Regions from separate parts of the Ovis aries genome. Here region 1 is linked to region 2. A link is a contact called in public Hi-C data. All regions are on one chromosome and are shown on one strand. Each heading gives the region's core, a stretch centred on a gene start, on an enhancer-like site or on the middle of the called end of the contact. The rest is flanking DNA. Distances are from core to core; before and after follow the strand shown.

Region 1 (4,905 bases), core at 2,230-4,729, 46 kb after region 2:
GGCTCTGAGAATATAGTAATGAATAGAGCAGACATCCATTTCCTCAGAAAGTTTACAGGATAGTAAAAACTGTCACTAAACAAACTGAAAGAAATACACAATTATAATGTCAAGTTTAGACAAATGCAAACAATGCTTTGAAATGCCCAACTGTGAAAAGAGAGGACAGTAGTTACGGCAAGATATCATGGCATGTTTATCATTAGTAGAAATAAGCCTGCAGAGAGAAAAGAGGTTAAAAATATAACAGCAAGAGAGAGGGCTAACTGATTTTCTATGAAAGCTTCCTGAAATAGAAGGAGCCACAGCACAAATATGAGTTGGTTTCAGGTAAAAGGAAAATGCCACATTGAAACAAGCATAGGAAGTGAGGACAAGTGCAGCTATAATTTAGTTTGTAGATTTAGAGGTCTGGAGATCAGGCAATTCCTCTTTGAGACTGCTTATTTCCTTAGCAAGATACAAGACAATGTCATCTACCAAAAGTAAGGATATAAAGCAGAAGATCTGAGGTTGGAAGAGATTGAGATTTTTAGTAGTCATTTGGGAAAGCAAAATGAGTAGAGATACAAAGTAGTACCCTTGCCAGGGTGAGTTGAGGGCCTGCAGAGTCGGTTCTATGAGGCAGATTCGAACTGTTTTCAGCACACTGACTGAAGTCAGGGAAAAAATAAGTGTACAAACATTAAAAGAGAGAAATGAAGTGCTACAGTGTACTATATATATATTTTTTAAATTAGAGGATGTTTTTCAATTGGAAAGAGAGGAAGAAAATGGCCCGAGAAAGGGAAGTAAAGAGAAAGATGGAGATGCAAACAGGGTGACAGCTTTCCAGCTGGGGATCAGGAATGTACTTTTGTCCTCCAATCCCAGCATGGGCACTGTGATATCAGTTTATCTTCACTGTAAACTCTTCACTGTGATATCAGATTCTGTGAAACTGTTACACATTTCTGTTTAGTCTCTTAGACCTGATAATCTATCAAACCCTATGGGGTAATTCCCAGGCACCTTCAGTGGCTGCAGGAAAGAATGAATGAGGCACAAGTATATCATCCTCCACATATTAGAAGAGCGACTCTACTGAGCAAGAGCAAGCTGACATTTAATTTTTCTCTTCTTATTGGCAATTGTGAGTTGCTTGAGTCCTTTTTAAGGTCCATTTTATTATATTCTTCCCTAGTTAACGAGTCCAGTTCTTTTACTCAAATGATATCTTTCAATCGACCTCAAGTGTTTTCTCAACATTATTTTTGATTTAATGAATGTTTAGCTAAATATAAACAGACTTGGAGGGACTGAGGTATGGGCATAATTAAAAATCATGTTACATGAACCACTTGTAAAATACTCCACAACCATTATTCTCTGAAAAATACTATTGTTCAACACTTGGTTAGATAATTTGTAATTATTAAATTATTTACATTTAGTAATAAGAGACTTATCAGACCCTTTGTACAATGGCTATTCTGTGATTAAAAAGAACCTCCATGCGAATTTTGTTGCTTAGAAATAGTAAAAGTTAAAAATGTTTTTAACTGATGTTAACAGAAACAATCTTCTCTAACTGCAATGGCAAAAATATAAAGTTGCCAAGAAGCTGTTTCAGTTCAGTTCATTTCAGTCACTTAGTCTTGTCCAACTCTTTGCAACCCCATGAATCACAGCATGCCAGGCCTCCCTGTCCATCACCAACTCCCTGAATTCACTCAAACTCACGTCTATCGAGTTGGTGATGCCATGCAGCCATCCCATCCTCTGTCATCCCCTTTTCCTCCTGCCCTCAATCCCTCCCAGCATCAGAGTCTTTTCCAATGAGTCAACTCTTCACATGAGGTGGCCAAAGTACTGGAGTTTCAGCTTTAGTATCATTCCTTCCAAAGAACACCCAGGACTGATCTCCTTGTAGTCCAAGGGACTCTCAAGAGTCTTCTCCAATACCACAGTTCAAAAGCATCAATTCTTTGGCTCTCAGCTTTCTTCACAGTCCAACTCTCACAACCACACATGACTACTGCAAAAACTATAGCCTAAGGAGCTGTTTAGAACGTGAATAAAGCAAAATATATTGGGGTGAAAGAAACTGTAATTCATTGCCTAGTCCTTTTGTCTTTTGACCATCTCTTTAGCTAGACTGCTAATAAGTGACTTTTGTACAAGTTCTTTTGAGTTTTCCCTTTCCTATTTTTTGAAAATTAGAGGGAATACTGCTTACTGCAAATATGCTTCATTAAAAAAAAATGAACAGATATCATTCCTAGTGCTATAAGAATTACCAAAAAAGGGGAGGAAAACAGAGTTTGTGTATTTTCACTAAAAACTGTTAAGACACGAAACCTGGCTCTTTGTTCCCTTTCCAACAGCCAAAAGGGAAACACGGATCAGTTACACGCTATGAAGAAGAAAGAAAAATACAAGTAATTCGACTAGTGCATGTGAGTGAAAGTCGCTCAGTCCTGTCCGACTCTTTGTGACTGTATAGTCCATGGGATTCTCCAGGCCAGAATACTGGCGTGAGTAACCTTTCCCTTCTCCAGGGCAATCTTCCCAACCCAGGTCTGCCACATTGCGGGCAGATTCTTTTATCAGCTGAGCCACAAGGGAAGCCCCGACTAGTGCATACTTAGGGGCCAATATTATTTTCACCTTTTCCTTCCTTTTCAAAGCCCAATACATTTGCCGCCACAGACAACAATCTAGTGAGCAATTATTATTATTTTCCTACTTAAAAGGATGCACGTTGGGAGTTCGCTGTACCAGACAGCGGTTGCTCCAAATTTTCATTAAAGTCTGTAATTCTTTTGTTAGGGTTTGTAATTGGCTTTCTTAGCATTATGAGGGAAAACGTAATGGAGGTGGCAATGGGCAGGTAGACATAATTCGATACAAGACCATAGTAATCTCGATGGCAGCTCTTATAATGAGATCTGCTTGCATGGTTCTCTGAGACTTGGGCTTGCCCCTTTCCTGACGATACTGTTTCTTCCGGGATTGGATGAAACGGGTAGAATTCTAAACTCCTGAAATTACTAGTGTTGGTGGCCCCTGGTGACAGGTCGAGTTCTCAAGTCCTCAGTCCTCAAACATCACCTTTCAGGCCTCATTCGGAACATGACAAAGCCACACGAGTCCCAGGCCCGTCTCCCACGAGGATCTCCGTTCACCTGAGTAAGCCAGCGCACTGCCTCCGAACCAGCTTCGACTTTGTCGAAATAATACCACAGACGTCAGACTCCCGCGACTCCCGCGACTCCCGCCTAACTCAAGAGCCCGCCAGAGGGACGCATGCGCAGAACTGGCGAGGGCCCGCAGCTAGCCAGGCGTCGCAGGCGTGTGTACAGCGGTCACATTCTCCGAAAGGCCTGCTTCCCTCGTCGCGGTGAGGCAGTTCTTGGCGGCGACTATGTAGTATCACTACCCGAAGAGAAACAAAGGAAGAGATTGTCCCGTCTCTGGCGCGCTTCCGTTTCAAACCCTAACTTCCGGTTCGTTAGCCGGTTCCGGTCCCCGCCTCTCACTTCCGGTCGCCGTGGGTTTCTCTGCGGTCGGTTCTTGCATCCGCTGTTGTCGGTTCCGCTGTGCTCCAGGTGAGGGGACTCTGGGCATCCCTGCCCACTGCCCGCGGAAACATGGTTGGGCTGGAGGACCGCACCTTTGCTGTCCTCGCTGCGCGACCTTCACTGTGGCCTGGCAGGCCGGCTGGGGCTGCATTAGGGCGTCCCGCCCGCGGCTGCCCTGGTCCGTGCGCGGCTCAGGCCTCCGGCCCCGGCCCGCTCATCACAGGGGCCGCCACCCTCGCATCCAGCCTCCTCGCCTGGGTGGAGGGCTTTCCGCACCTCTTTGGGTTTTTGCGTCCTCCCGTCTCATTCCTCCCTCGACTGGGGTTTGTCCATTTCTTCCCCCTCCCTGTTGAACGTATCCCAGCCCTTTTGGGTTTTGGGGGTCTCTGCCTGCCTTCTGTGCTGTCCCCTAGCTGCCGCTTCGAAGCCCACAGCTGTCTCCTCTGCACTCGCTCGCAGTTGCTGCAGCCGTGCTGTCCAGAGAATGAGTTGACAGTACTTCAGTTGTTACGCTTTACTAGGCAGCTTGAAAAGTTAATTCCCCGCAATTCCTAAGGTGTTAACTTAGGCTGAAGGTCCTTTCAAATTGACCGCCTTTGCTACTTTTTAGTTGTGTGGTCTGGAGCAGCTTGTTTTTCTTCTTTTTCAAATTTCTAGTCTGTATAGTGAAGACAATAGTTGTCAGTTTAGGATTGTGAAGATTAAATGAAGAATAAAATTGTCGAGCATATTATAATTTTTCTGTTTTCACCACCATTTGTATTGCTTATAAGTGCTGTCATGGCTGTTAGTGCGCGGCTTAATACTGTCGTGATAAACATTACTGCCTTGGCTAGACAAGTCACCACTGTATGTTAGGTTGGAAGAATTTATCCAAACAGCCGTTCTTGGCTGTAGTTTCACCACCATAAAGGTATGTTCCTTGCTAACTTATTTGGGTTTGATCGCCGTCCCTACCCTCAAACTCGTTTTTTGCTTTATAAATCTGATAAGATCTGGAATGACACAAAACATTAGAATTGTGTAAGAAAAGGCCAAGTGTGAAAACAGAAAATGACTCATGCATTTGCATTGCATTGCTCCATTCTTGTGAATGATCTAAATATTCAAGGAGTAAAGTTCAGTATAACTTTGAAAAACAGTTTTAAGGGCTTTTGCATTAAACTTTTTTATGGTATTTGTTTTGTTGTGCCTAGTCCTTTAGAGCAGTTGTCAGTTTGGAAATCCCCTTGTGGCATGGGTGATATGTAACATTTGTATACTGCTTTACTAAGCACACAGAGCCCATGCCATCTGGCACATTTTCTTTTTTAAGTCTGAGAAAATTGAAGAGCCTCTCTAA
Region 2 (5,379 bases), core at 362-2,861:
AAAAAAATGTTTTGTTGTTGTCTTCAGATTTAAGCTCCACTGGTGTCCCTCTGTCCTGCCCAGTCACTTTCTTTGTCTTGATTCTAAGTAAATCTGAGATGGTTAGTAAAATAAAACTGTGTTGCTTTTCAAGCATGATGATATCTAACTAAATACTGGATTGGCCAAAAAAAAAAAAAAAAAAGTTCGTTTGAGCTATTCCATACCATCTTACAGAAAAACTCAAACAAACTTTTTGGCCATCCCAACAAATGGCTATTGACTGTCATATATATTATTTCCTGTAATTTCATGGACTACAGGAGGCCATCCTAGATTCAAAAGGGAAGAGCCAATTTGAAAATTTGCCAAAGGAAGTAAAAGAACCTGGGATATAAAAAGAAACCAGGACCTGGTCACCATGTATGAGCCCCAACCTAAGCCTCATCTGAAACCAGCATGTCCATACTCTATCTTTAATTATATTAGCCAATAAAATTACCTTTTTTGCTTAAGCCAGTTTGGGTTGCATTTTCTGTTATCTGCAGTTAAAAGAGTCCCAAGGCCTTCAATCCTTTCAATTTGCTAGTCAGTAAAATATGCTGTTATGAAGATGAGGAAGTAATTACAAAAAAATTACGATGATAAGCACAAAGAAACACAACTGTTCAACTGAACAAGTTATTATAAAACACAACCATTTAACTCAGCAGTCCCCACCCTTTTTGGTACCAGGGACAAGTTTTGGGGAAGACAATTTTTCCATGGATCAGGGCAGGCAGGGTGGGGAGATGCTTTTGCAATGATTCAAGCACATTGCATTTATTTCTATTATTATTATATTAGCTCTACCTCGGATCATTAGGCATTATATCCTAGAGGTTAGGGACCTCTGATTTAACTACTATCCAGAAATAAAAGTTTGATAATACTCTCAGAAGTCTCCCACATACTCTTACCTATTCACAACTGTCTCACTAACCACAGTGGTAACCATTTTTCTGATTTAATATAGTGACTTGTTTTTTTTTGTTTGTTTGTTTGACCACCTAAGTATGAATCCCTGAATACTGTATTTTCTTTTGCCTGTTGTTGAATTTTATATAATTTTATACAAATGAAATCATATGGCAACTATCCTTTTGAGATGAGCTTTTTCTGCTTAATATTGTGTTTAAGATTCAATTATATTCTCGTGTGAAACTGCAGTTCATTTTCACTGCATTCTAGATTTCAGTCTTATGAATATTATTTATTCAATCTTCTATTTATGAACCTTTGGGTTCATGAACAAATTCCAGTTTTGTTTCCAATTTTGGTTCAAACCAAATTCCAATTTGAGGCTACTATGAATGCTAATATCACCACTTCTGCACTTGTCTTTTGGGGTATATGTGCACGTATTTCTCTTGAAGAGAACTGCTGGCCTAAGGGTTTGCCTGTATTCAACTTTCTCGGATAACTCCAAAATGTCTTCCAAGATGTTAACACCAATTTACACTCCCGTTAGCAATCTATCAGAGTTCTTACTGCTCTATATTCTGGCCTGCAATTAAGATTGTCAGTCCTTTTAATTTTAGCCATTCTAGTGGAGTTTTTAACTTGGCATTTCCCCAATTGCTGACAAGGTCAAGTACGTTTTCATGTTTGGTGGCCTTTTGTACTTCCTCTTTTGTGAATCGCTCTAGTCTGTTACCCAATTTTCTCCTGTCTTATTTACCTTTTGCTTTTTGTTTTGTAATCCTTAGTTTGGGGCTGGCCAAAAAAGCTCATCCAGTTTTTTTCATAACACCTATTTCCCAAAAACCTGAATGACCTTTTTGGCCAATCCAATATATTCAGAATGCAAACCCCTTTTAAATTATATATACTGCAAAAATCTTTTGTTTCTACAGCTTCCCTTTTCATTCTCTAGTGTTTTTTGATGAACATAATTTCATAATTTAAATTTCATATTTTTGTTTAATGGTTGTTTTCAGCCTGTTTTTCCTACTGCTCTGTGGTGCCTTCACTGACATAAATCAATGTGCCTGAGGGGATCTGTTCCTGAACTTTCTATTCCAAAGCACTGATGTGTTTGTCTTTACTTGTATCAATAACAACAATTTCAGGTACTCTGACTAAATAAGAAGTCTTAATATATGGTAGAGTTAGTCTCCCCTCCTGGTTTTCTCTCTTTTGTTTTGTTTTCTTCGAGAGGATCCTGGTTTTTCACATTTTCTTATCGAGTATGGAATCAGATTTGGAATTTTGGCTTGTTGAGTTTTCCAAGACTCCACTGAGATTTTTAGTTTTTGACACAGAAGTCTTGCATATCTTTTTTATTACATAAATTCCTAAGATATTTGAGGAGTTTTATGTTATTGCTGACGGGAACGGGAATTTAAATTGTATTTTGTTAGCCTTTGAGGATATAACACTAAATTTCATGAATCGCTTGTCTTCCAGAACTCCCAGTCTCATGAGGTTACGGACAAACATAGAAATGGTTTTAATACAGAATGAACTGGACTGGTTATGATAAAGGTGGGCAAAGGTTACCATGGAAATACAAACAGAAGAGATCAACCCATTTTGTGGGGTTATGTGGTGGGAGGAAGGGAGAGACATTCTAAGTGTTGAAAATAGACAAGGGTCAGCTAAGTGAGTCAGGAGCAAGCAAATAGAGGGGAGGAGAGCACACACGTGACACACACATTTCAGATGATAAGATGGAATCTTAGTGTCAAATGAAGTGCCAAAAAATCTGATTCAAAGACCTGTATACGTATGAGGTAAGCTCCCCAGTGGCCATAATTTATAAAAGGAATGTGAGCAAACTAGTTCCAAGATTTCTGGGCTCCTTTAGCTAGATAAGGTTATCAAATGGTGTAAAAGGGTGAGCGGGGATAGAATTTTGGAAAGGTTTCTTTGGAGGGAGCTGTTGCTGTCAGTACTTCTGAGGAAAGCAGTCTTCTGGCGGGAGAGGGGGAGATAATACTTCCTGCTCTAGTCTAGGGATGACGTGATCTCTCAAGGGACCATTCACAGAGGTTAAAATGTATTCCCTGCATATGGCTCGTGCCTGGTGCCCCCCTGTGAAAGTGAAAGCTACCCATGGCTACAGAGGAGAAGTGGCTGCTTTGGGATGCATGAGCATTGCTAGAGTTCGTCATTGTGTATTTCCCAGGGATCTGATGCATGCCACATGAGAAACAGGGCTGTTTCTACTTGTCCAGGGTCCTATACCATAGAACTAAACACAAGGAAAGAAGGACCCAATAGTAAGAAGCTGGAGGTAAAATCCTATTCATACGGTCACATGTGATCACCTAGAACAGAGATGTACCCACCCAGGTCATTCATACTAGAATTAAAAATTCTCAAACAACACATGGAGGTCCACCAGGTTTTTACCATAGTTGACCAGTAATAAAAAGTCAGCTAGCTTTTTATGGAAATAGACCCACAGACATAGAAAACTTACGGTTACCAAAGGGGAAGGGGAGGAGAGGGATAAACTAGAACATATCCACACTCAGTTCAGTTCAGTCGCTCAGTCATGTCTGACTCTGCGACCCCATGGACTGCAGCATGCCAGGCCTCCCTGTCCATCACCAACTTTCAGAGCTTGCTCAAATTCATGTCCATCGAGTCAGTGATATCATCCAACCATCTCATCCTCTGTCATCCCCTTCTCCCCTTGTCTTCAATCTTTCCCAACATCAGGGTCTTTTCCCAAGAAGTCAGTTCTTCACATCAGGTGGCCAAAGTATTCGAGTTTCAGCTTCAACATCAGTCCTCCCAATGAATATTCAGGACTGATCTCCTTTAGAATGGATTGATTTGATCTCCTTGCAGTCCAAGGGACTCTCAAGAATCTTCTCCAATACCACAGTTCAAAAGCATCAGTTCTTCCACACTCAGTTTTCTTTATAGTCCAACTCTCACATCCATACATGACTCCTGGAAAAACCATAGCTTTGACTAGATGGACCTTTCTCAGCAAAGTTATATCTCTGCTTTTGCTGTCTAGGTTGGTCATAGCTTTTCTTCCAAGGAGCAAGCATGTTTTAATTTCAAGGCCAAAGTCACCATCTGCAGTCATTTTGGAGCCCAAGAAAATAAAGTCTGTCACTGTTTCCATTGTTTCCCCATCTATTTGCCATGAAGTAATGGAACCGGATGCCATGATCTTTCTGAATGTTGAGTTTTCTGAATGTTGAGTTTTAAGCCAGCTTTTTCACTCTCCTCTTTCACTTTCATCAAGAGCTCTTCAGTTCCTCTTCACTTTCTGCCATAAGGGTGGTGTCATCTGCATATCTGAGGGTATTGATATTTCTCCTGGCAATCTTGATTCCAGCTTGTGCTTCATTCAGCCCTGCATTTCGCATAATGTACTCTGCATGTAAGTTGAATAAGCACGGTGACAAGATATAGCCTTGACGTACTCTTTTTCCTATTTGGAGCCAGTCTGCTGTTCCATGTCCGGTTCTAACTGCTGCCTCCTGACCTGCACACAGCTTTCTCAGGAGGCAGGTCCGGGGGTCTGGTGCTCCCATCTCTTGAAGAATTTTCCACAGTTTATTGTGATCCACACAGTCAAAGGTTTGACATAATCAATAAGGCAGAAGCATATGTATTTCTGGAATTCTCTTGTTTTTTCTATCCAACAGATATTGGCAATCTGATCTCTGGTTCCTCTGGTTTTTCTATATCTAGCTTGAACATCTGGCAGTTCATAGTTCATGTACTGTTGAAGCCTGGCTTGGGGAATTTTGAGCATTGCTTTGCTAGCGTATGAGACAAGTGCAACTGTGCAGTAGTTTGAACATTCTTTGGCATTGCCTTTCTTTGGGATTGGAATGAAAACTGACCTTTTCCAGTCCTTTGGCCACTGCTGAATGAAAAGAATCTGAATATATATATATATGTATGTATGTGTGTGTGTGTGTGTGTGTGTGTGTGTATGCACACACACACACACACACATATATATATATATTTGTATAATTGAATCACTTTGCTGTATTATTTGGCTTCCCTGGTGGGTCAGTTGGTAAAGAATCTGCCTGCAATGTGGGAGACCTGGGTTCATTCCCTGGGTTGGGAAGATCCTCTGGAGTAGGAAATGGCAACCCACTCTAGTATTCTTGCCTGGAGACTCCCATGGACAGAGGAGCCTGGTGGGCTACAGTCCATGGGGTTGCAAAGATTTGGACATGACTGAGCGACTTGGCATAGTTCACCTAAAATTAACACATTATATATCAACTATACTTCAATTAAAAAATAAAACAAAAAAGCCAGCTAGCTTCCACTACTTGAAGTAGGGTGCTGATTGTTCAGATTCTACAAAATAACTAGCAATCAGTGTGGAAGGAGCTTGTGCACTCTGCAAGAAGGGCCCTATTCTAGTCA

The links. Hi-C and Micro-C count contacts between places; a contact is called where the count stands out from the background.
Region 1: a contact with region 2 is called in a Hi-C map of liver, with 6 times the contacts expected there. The contact joins the promoter of RNF145 here to the enhancer-like site in region 2. A contact is called at or near these places in 8 of 16 Hi-C or Micro-C datasets (blood, hypothalamus, liver and 2 more).

What each region holds. Positions count from the first base shown.
Region 1 is chr5:68,429,803-68,434,707 of ARS-UI_Ramb_v3.0, forward strand. RNF145 (ring finger protein 145) reads right to left here and starts at 3,480. Exons shown (of 16, transcript XM_060415962.1): 1 at 3,094-3,480. It overlaps UBLCP1 (ubiquitin like domain containing CTD phosphatase 1), which reads left to right and starts at 3,520. Exons shown (of 11, transcript XM_004009030.5): 1 at 3,520-3,590.
Region 2 is chr5:68,385,535-68,390,913 of ARS-UI_Ramb_v3.0, forward strand. The region is part of intron 5 of RNF145 (ring finger protein 145); the gene reads right to left. Among named protein-coding and RNA genes, the nearest start is that of TRNAF-AAA, 20 kb to the right of the region's middle. Within about 2 kb of position 1,612, at least 3 of the 54 cell types and tissues checked have an H3K27ac peak or open chromatin away from gene starts, as enhancers often do. A contact at or near this core is called in liver, where this site is marked.